2 separate regions of the Sus scrofa genome follow, and region 2 is linked to region 1. The links are chromatin contacts, called in public promoter capture Hi-C maps. All regions are on one chromosome and are shown on one strand. The core of a region is the stretch at or near the end of the contact, and the rest is flanking DNA. Distances in the headings are between cores, read along the strand shown.

Evidence for each region. Promoter capture Hi-C pulls out the DNA fragments that hold promoters and counts their contacts.
Region 2: a contact with region 1 is called in a promoter capture Hi-C map of liver, with 16 times the contacts expected there. The contact joins the promoter of CLDN12 here to the promoter of SRI in region 1. A contact is called at or near these places in 1 of 5 promoter capture datasets (liver) and 2 of 2 datasets of contacts at active chromatin or transcription factors (alveolar macrophages and skeletal muscle).

The regions. Positions count from the first base shown.
Region 1 is chr9:68,513,292-68,517,026 of Sscrofa11.1, forward strand. It overlaps SRI (sorcin), which reads right to left and starts at 1,956. Exons shown (of 8, transcript NM_001244143.1): 1 at 1,888-1,956. The coding sequence starts at 1,893.
Region 2 is chr9:70,500,200-70,503,934 of Sscrofa11.1, forward strand. CLDN12 (claudin 12) reads left to right here and starts at 1,713. Exons shown (of 2, transcript NM_001160079.1): 1 at 1,713-1,726.

The sequences.
Region 1 (3,735 bases), core at 706-3,205:
CAGAACCAGGGAAGGAAGGGAATGGGGGTCTCCATCAGCTCTGTTAGCATGGGGGAATCGATGTTGGGGAAGAGGAAAAACGAAAGAAAACCAGAGCTCTGGGGAAGGGAGAATAACTTTTTTTGTTTTGTTTTGTTTTGTTTATTTTTTCTCTTTAGGGCTGCACCCACGACATATAGAAATTCCCTGGGGTCAAATCCAAGCTAAAGCTGCTGGCCTGCACCACAGCCACCACAGCAACGCAGGATCCCAGCTGCATCTAAGACCTACACCACAGCTCATGCCAATACCAGATCCTTAACCCACTGAGCAAGGTCAGGGATCGAACCTGTGTCCTCATGGATACTAGTCAGGTTCCTTACAGCTGAGCCACAATGGGAACTCCAATAACTGTTTTCTGTTTTTTTAAGTTCTAGTGAAGCATAGTTAATTTACAAGGCTGCGATAATGTCTGCTATACAACAAAGTGACCCAGTTATACATGTGCACACATCCATTTTCTCTGATTCTTTTCCCTCGCAGATTATCACAGAATACTGGGCAGAGCTCCCTGTGCTACATGCAGGTCCCCTTTGGCCAATAGTTCCAGATACCTCTGTGTACATATGCCAATCCCAAACCCCCAGTCCATCCATCCATCCATCCATCCGTCCTATCCTCCAACTCTCCCCTTTGGTAACCATAAGTTTTTCAAAGTTGTTAGTCTGTTTCTGTTCTGCAAATAAATTCATTTGTATCTTTTCTTTTCCTTTTTTTTTTTTTCAGATTCCACATATGGGTGATGTCATATGATGTTTGTCTTTCACTGTCTGACTAACTTCACGTAGAATGATAGGTTCTAGGTCCATCCATGTTGCTGCAAGTGGCATTATTTCATTCTTTATTATGGATGAGAGATGTTCTATTGTATATATGTACCACACCTTCTTTATCCACTCCTCTGTTGATGGATATTAGCTTGCTTCCATGTCTTGGCTATTGTAAATAATGTTGACTCTTAGACACCCAAGGTGGAGTAGCTATTTCTAGAAAGCCAAACTTAGATGAAGCCCATACAAGTCAGTTATATGTCAATTGGGAATTTCTTAAGATAACTCCTTACTTTATATGATTTTTTTTTTCCCAGAAAGTTACTTGCCAGTTTTCATATGCTGGGAAGTCAGTGGCAAAGCTGAGCAAGGAATATGGGTCAATTGATTCTCATTTCTGTATTTTGTCTGGGAAAACAGAAATTATGATATTATTAAAGGATCAGTGCTTTTATACACTGATGCAGTATTTGTCAAGTATCTAAGACTTATATGGAATAATCTATCTCAGTCTAAAACATATGAGCAGAAAATCTTCAGATATTTTAGCAATTTATGACAAGCTATGATGAATCTGTTAGAATTATTCTTTTACAAGCACCTTGTATTGTTTCCATTTCGTTAAAATGGAAGGGAATAACTTTAGTCCCAGTTTTCTCAGAGCAAAATGAAAAACAAAGGAAAGGTTTTCTCTTGTCAAATGAGGGAAATTTGGGAGAACTGAATTCTCTAGGAAGCCCAAACTACATATACTTTAATATTCAATTAGTCTTGCTAATATACACAGTGGAGAAATCCAGTCATCATTTTTGTATATCTTTAAAAATCTCAAGATTGAGAACACATATTTTTCATTTTAAAATAATTTCCTTTACCATATTTGTTCATTTCTACACTTCATTCTTCAGTTTTAGGCCTGAAAGTGTTCAGATAATATAAAAATAAACTTGACAGATATTCTCAGCCCAAAAAACAAGTACTTAGTAGAATTACATAACGAGCTTTCTTATTTTTAATCAGGCAAATTAGGATATTTGAGTCGTTAGGGGACTAACATTACATGCATATCTTTACTTACTTGCATCTTGAGATGAGGTCTTAGAGGTAGAAGCTGGTGATTCTTAGAGGAGCATGTCCTTGCAGGTTGGCCAAAGAGAAGAATCGAAAAGTATAAACTGTAGCAGCAATCATCACATTGCCCTCCTGATCCTTGGCAATTGTACAGTAACCAGATATAAACACTGTCCACAGTGTAGGCAGCTTTTCCATAGGCCACAGAGAGGCCTTCTGTGAAATAGGCGTGTTTCAGTGTGGGAAGCCATTACCTTAGCTGAGATAGAAAGGTGCCAACAGCAACAGTATTAAATACACACCCAGGCCAATATTTGACATTCCATTGGAATGATTGCCTCTGTCAGAGATTTCTGAAGACTTGTAGAGCTGGGAACTGCATCAGCCATGTGTGGGAACTAGCCAGAAAAAGCCAGTTTTCAGGAATTTTTGCAGCCCTTTGTTAAACGCGTCAATATCATAAATTTTCAACTTACTGAAAACAGGTATTAAACACCCCAAATGCATCACCTCTTAATTTTTTTTTTCTACACTTAAACTTTGCGGTGGAGGTACTGTTGGACATTAGTTTCCAACTCCAGGCTTAGTCATATCATGTTACTAGCTTGAAATAGGCCATGGTGGGAGTATTTACTCCATAGAAATCAACTTATACTTACAAGGAAGAGATTGGTTTTATTGTTTTGTTGCTTATCTCCCCTAGACTTTGAATCTGACATGTTGGAGAAAATGTTCCATGTTAATTCCAAGTCCAGGCTAGAAAGGCAACAAAACAATGTCAGTCTCTTTATTTATAAGTACAAATTATAAGTCAAAAATGTGTTGTGTTTGTAGCTGTTACATTGTGAAGTTTATAACCAGTTTAGGAAACATTCTTCCAGCACTTTAGATTATTTTGATTTATTAAAACAATTTACTAGGCCTTATGAAGAACTAGGTTTACCAGTAACTACCTATGGGGAAAAAAAATTGCATCATTTAAGTTTAATTTTAAAACATGAATTTGGTTTAAATGATTTTCACAAATTTGGACATAATAATATAGAATCAAACGATGTTATAATCCCTGCAATTATGCAAAAAGCAAAAAAAGAAAACAGCATTGCAATCAGTGGTCCTAAAGGTGAAAATTTTAAGTTTATCGAAAATGCAGTTTTTGCAGGTGAGCAATAATGTTTAATAGTAAGTCATATGTCAGAATTGGCAGTAAATTTATTGGTAAAGTATCAGTGGATTGGGCTGTAACTCCATCTGTCAGTCATAGCCCTTTTTTTTTTTTTTTTTTCAATTTCGTCTTTTTAGGGCCCCACCAGTAGCATATGGAAGTTCCCAGGCCAGGGATCAAATCAGAGCTACAGCTGCTGGCCTGCATCACAGCCACAGCAACATAGGATCCCAGCCGTGTCTGAGACGTATACCACTGCTCACGGCAACACCGGATCCTTAACCCACTGAGTGAGGCCAGGAATCGAACCCGTGTTCTCATGGATGCTAGTTGGATTTGTTAACCACTAAGCCATGGCGGGAATGCCATAGTCCAATTTCAGTCATAGGTTTGGTATGGATAAAAACGTTTGCAAAAATCAGCAAAGGCATTCTGTGAGAATCAAGTGGCTGTGTGAAATTAACAATAAAAAGAGTGTGTGTTGTTTCATTATTTATAAATTGTGTACTATACATCCTTTAGATCAGTAAAATTTGTAATAATCTTATGTGCAATATAATTTTTTTCTTGGAAAGCCAATTGTTAAGCATTTTTCATTGTACCACTGACTGCAGTCTAAAGGGAGGGAGAGTGTCCTTTGAACTCAAGGGATTAGGGAACTATTTCTTGGTTTCAGTATGTGGACTTGAT
Region 2 (3,735 bases), core at 463-2,962, 2.0 Mb after region 1:
CCTGCTGGTTGTGTAATGATGACCTGCTCGCGGTTCAAACCCACTCAGTGTTGCAGGGATAGGCTTGTTCAGAGAGCATTCATAGGCACTGTTGCGGTCTCTTTCCATTGGCTGTAACCAGGAAAGCTCTTTTTGTGCCCCTTCTCTTTCTTTCTGCCAGCTCTGGTGTCCCCTAAGGACACAGCTCAAAGCGAGGGCGGGGGTGGGGGGAGTGCGAGTTCCTCTGAGAGCTTGGTTTGTTTTCCTTTGAAGCCCAGATTCTGTTACAGGTTTTGCCAGAAGCCCATCAGGACATTAGAAGGTTTGACTGGATGACCTCACTTAGAAATGATTGCTCAGAGATCCTATTTTGTTGGGGTTTTTTGTTTGTTTGTTTTTTTATTGTAAGAAAAGTGTCGAGAGTTCCCATTGTGGCTCAATGGGTTATCAACATGACTAGTATCCGTGAGGACGAAGGTTCAATCCCCGACCCCACTCAATGGGTTAAGGATCCAGCGTTGCTGTGAGCTGTGGTGTAGGTCGACAGCTGCAGCTCCAATTCATCCCCTAGCTTGGGAACTTCCATATGCTGCAGGTGTGGCCCTAAAAAGAGTGAGCAGTTAATGCTTGATAGCAGCTCAAACATAACATTTGGAAAAGGAAAAAACAGAAACCAAAACTTGATTGAAAGCTCTTCTGTGGAGACTGTTGAGAACACTGTTCTACATAATGATCATAGTAGGACGAGCCCTGAAAGCATTAATCCAGGAAGCTGTCAGGCATTTACAAGTTTTCATTCTCGTCCTACCTATTTGAGGTAAATAATGTTTGAAGAGGAAGTTGTTGATGCTTAAAAAAGATATATGGGACATTTAAATGGTGGGTTGAGCTATTGGAACTATAAACTCAAAAAAAAAAAATTCTGGTTGCAAATTTTAGGAGGCACAGCACAAATCAGTTTGGACTAGTTTTGTTGTCGGTGTCCTTTGAAAAAGTATAAAAGAAACATCCTGAATTTCTCTTAGGCCATGACAACTGCACAGTGTTTCATCAGTCCTCTGTATTCTTTCACTATAGTCATGAAAGGATCTAAAAAATTCAATTAAATATTGATCATTTATTTCTAAGACAGCAAAGTGATTTTTATCTCTGTTTTCCCTATCTTCTCAAATCACAAAATGAGTGTTAATTTTTTTCTTTATCTTATGTATAGGTATTGTGTGAATTTAAGAATAAACTGACTTAAAAAAAGTTTATTGGAGTTCCCATTGTGGCGCAGTGGTTAACGAATCCGATTAGGAACCATGAGGTCGCGGGTTCGATCCCTGGCCTTGCTCAGTGGGTTAACTATCCGGCGTTGCTGTGAGCTGTGGTGTAGGTTGCAGACTCGGCTCGGATCCTGCATTGCTGTGGCTCTGGCGTAGGCCGGGGACTGCAGCTCCGATTCACCCCTAGCCTGGGAACCTCCATATGCTGCGGGAGCGGCCCAAAGAAATAGCAAAAAAGACAAAAAAAAGTTTATTGCCCACCTTTTTTTGGTTTAACATTTCATTGGTTTTAGATAATTGCTGACTATTTTTCCTAATTCCATGTGAATTCAAATTGAGTTTTTAAAGAAGCACTGTATTCACTTAGAGTATTTTTCCTATTTCTTTAGGCCCAGATCATTTCTGCTGTGTTTTGAGATGTGCATCTGTTTCTTCTAAGTTGATTAAAATTGTTTTAGAACTGTTAAGTACCTCAAAGAGTAAGTACATCTTTGATTATATCTTATACTTCCTTTGCTTTTGTATATCAGATGACACTTTTTTCTCTTGTTTAGAAAAATAGGGGACAGACCTCTCTTGTGAGAGCAATGACGATGACCTACAGTTTCTAATAAAAGCCAAATTACAGGTAGAAGGGAGGGGCTGCTAGTGTTACTCCCAAGAATTAATGTAGATGCTGTGACTCATACAGCTAGTCCTTGGAATTGTTCCTGAAAAAATACAGTAATGAGTCTAGGAGTTCCTAAAGCTCTTAGCCACTAATCTTGCTCCAGATTCCTTTGACCTCTATTCAAAACCACAGAAAAGGTATCCTTTTGAAAATATTTTTACTGAAAATATCTTTGATAACCTTCAGTTGTGTCCCAAGTTTTATCCATCAACTCTGCAAGTCATTGAGGAATATATAGTTAAATGACATATGTGAAACTGTGTGTTGAATAGAGTTCTGGTCTGATTTGGTCAGTAACTACTCTCAGAATACTTTCAAATAAGCCTACCAACAATGGTCATAAACTTAAATATCTGACCATATTCTGTTTAAAAAAAAAAAAAAAGCTTTACTATTTGTGATCTCACAACTACCCTGGGGGGCATTTGAGAAATTCGAGATTCAGAGGCTGTGGGTGACTTTCCCAATTTGCAAATGGTAGTTTATGACTGGCAGTTGGGTCTTTGATCACCTGGGCTGCAGTACCCCACTGCCTCCCAGATGGAAACGACAAGCCATGCATGTTTGTTCATTCATTTAACAAATAATTGAGTGCTTTCTATGTGCCAGTCTTGGACACAGTAAATAAAACAGAAGGCTCTCTGTCCTCCTGGAATTTACAGTCTGGTGGGAAAGATAAATACTGAACAAGGAATATAAGCATAATCACTCACTACCAAAGAAAAAGTACAAAGGTGCAACCAGAGCGTGTAACTAGAGGCAGGGGGAAGATGAAGGGTGGAGAGAAGAGGGGAGGTTTAGGGCCAGCCTCCTTGGAAGCTAGAAAGATGAGTGCCTATTAGCTAAGATGGGATTAAGAAAGTTCTAGGAGGAAGAACAGCAGGGAGAAAAGCTCTTAGCTAAATTGAAAAACAGAATTGGAAAAGTTAAAAAGGAAAGCAGTATGGCTACATAGACGGTAATATGTAAGGTGGGAGAGTGATGCAATAAGGATTGAGAATTTGGCAGAACCCAGATGGTGGGATTTAAAACTTTGGAAACTATGGGAAGGATTTGAAACTTTAGAAACTTTATTCTGAGGGAAATAGCCATTGAATGGTAAGAAAAGTATTGAGATGATTAGATTTGCACTTGAAAAAATTATTTCAGATTCTTAACTAATTGGTATAGCTCGAGAGTAAAAGCCTTTTTACCCTCCCATTATGAACAAATCTGAATCCACGAGTCAACATTATCTTTCAGTTTTAAATGTAAACATATTTCTTTTCTCCACCATCTTTAAAATATTACTTCCTCTCTCTAGTGGGATTTTACTACTTCTTATCAAATCATACATATGTGGAGCTAAGAGCAGGGCATAAAAAGTAGAGCAGTCAAAGAAAGTTAAAAAGAGCTTGGGCATTAATTCCAGCACTGAGGTTGAATTTATTTAAATTGAGATTAATAGTATTTCCTTTCTGAAAAAGGCCATGGTATACTTGTTGGCTCTCCAAATAGGACTTTTAGTTAATCTACTCTGGGATGGGAGCCAATTCAGGGGACTGGTATAACCCTTGTACTGGTTTGATGCAGGATAAATTTGAACACACTTGATACTGAAAAAAATATTGTTTTATAGTCTGTAGACTTAAGAACTACAGAAATTTATTAATAAAGTCGTTCATCCTGATCTTGTTTCTCATTCCATTTGAATTGTAAGAATCAGGGGTACAGGGCAGCTTCATTGGAGAAATATCAGTTACATCGATACTCCAAGTATTTGCCCCCTAACTCATTGTGATTGATTAGGATTCTGCATGGGTGTTCTGAAGTTCTGAA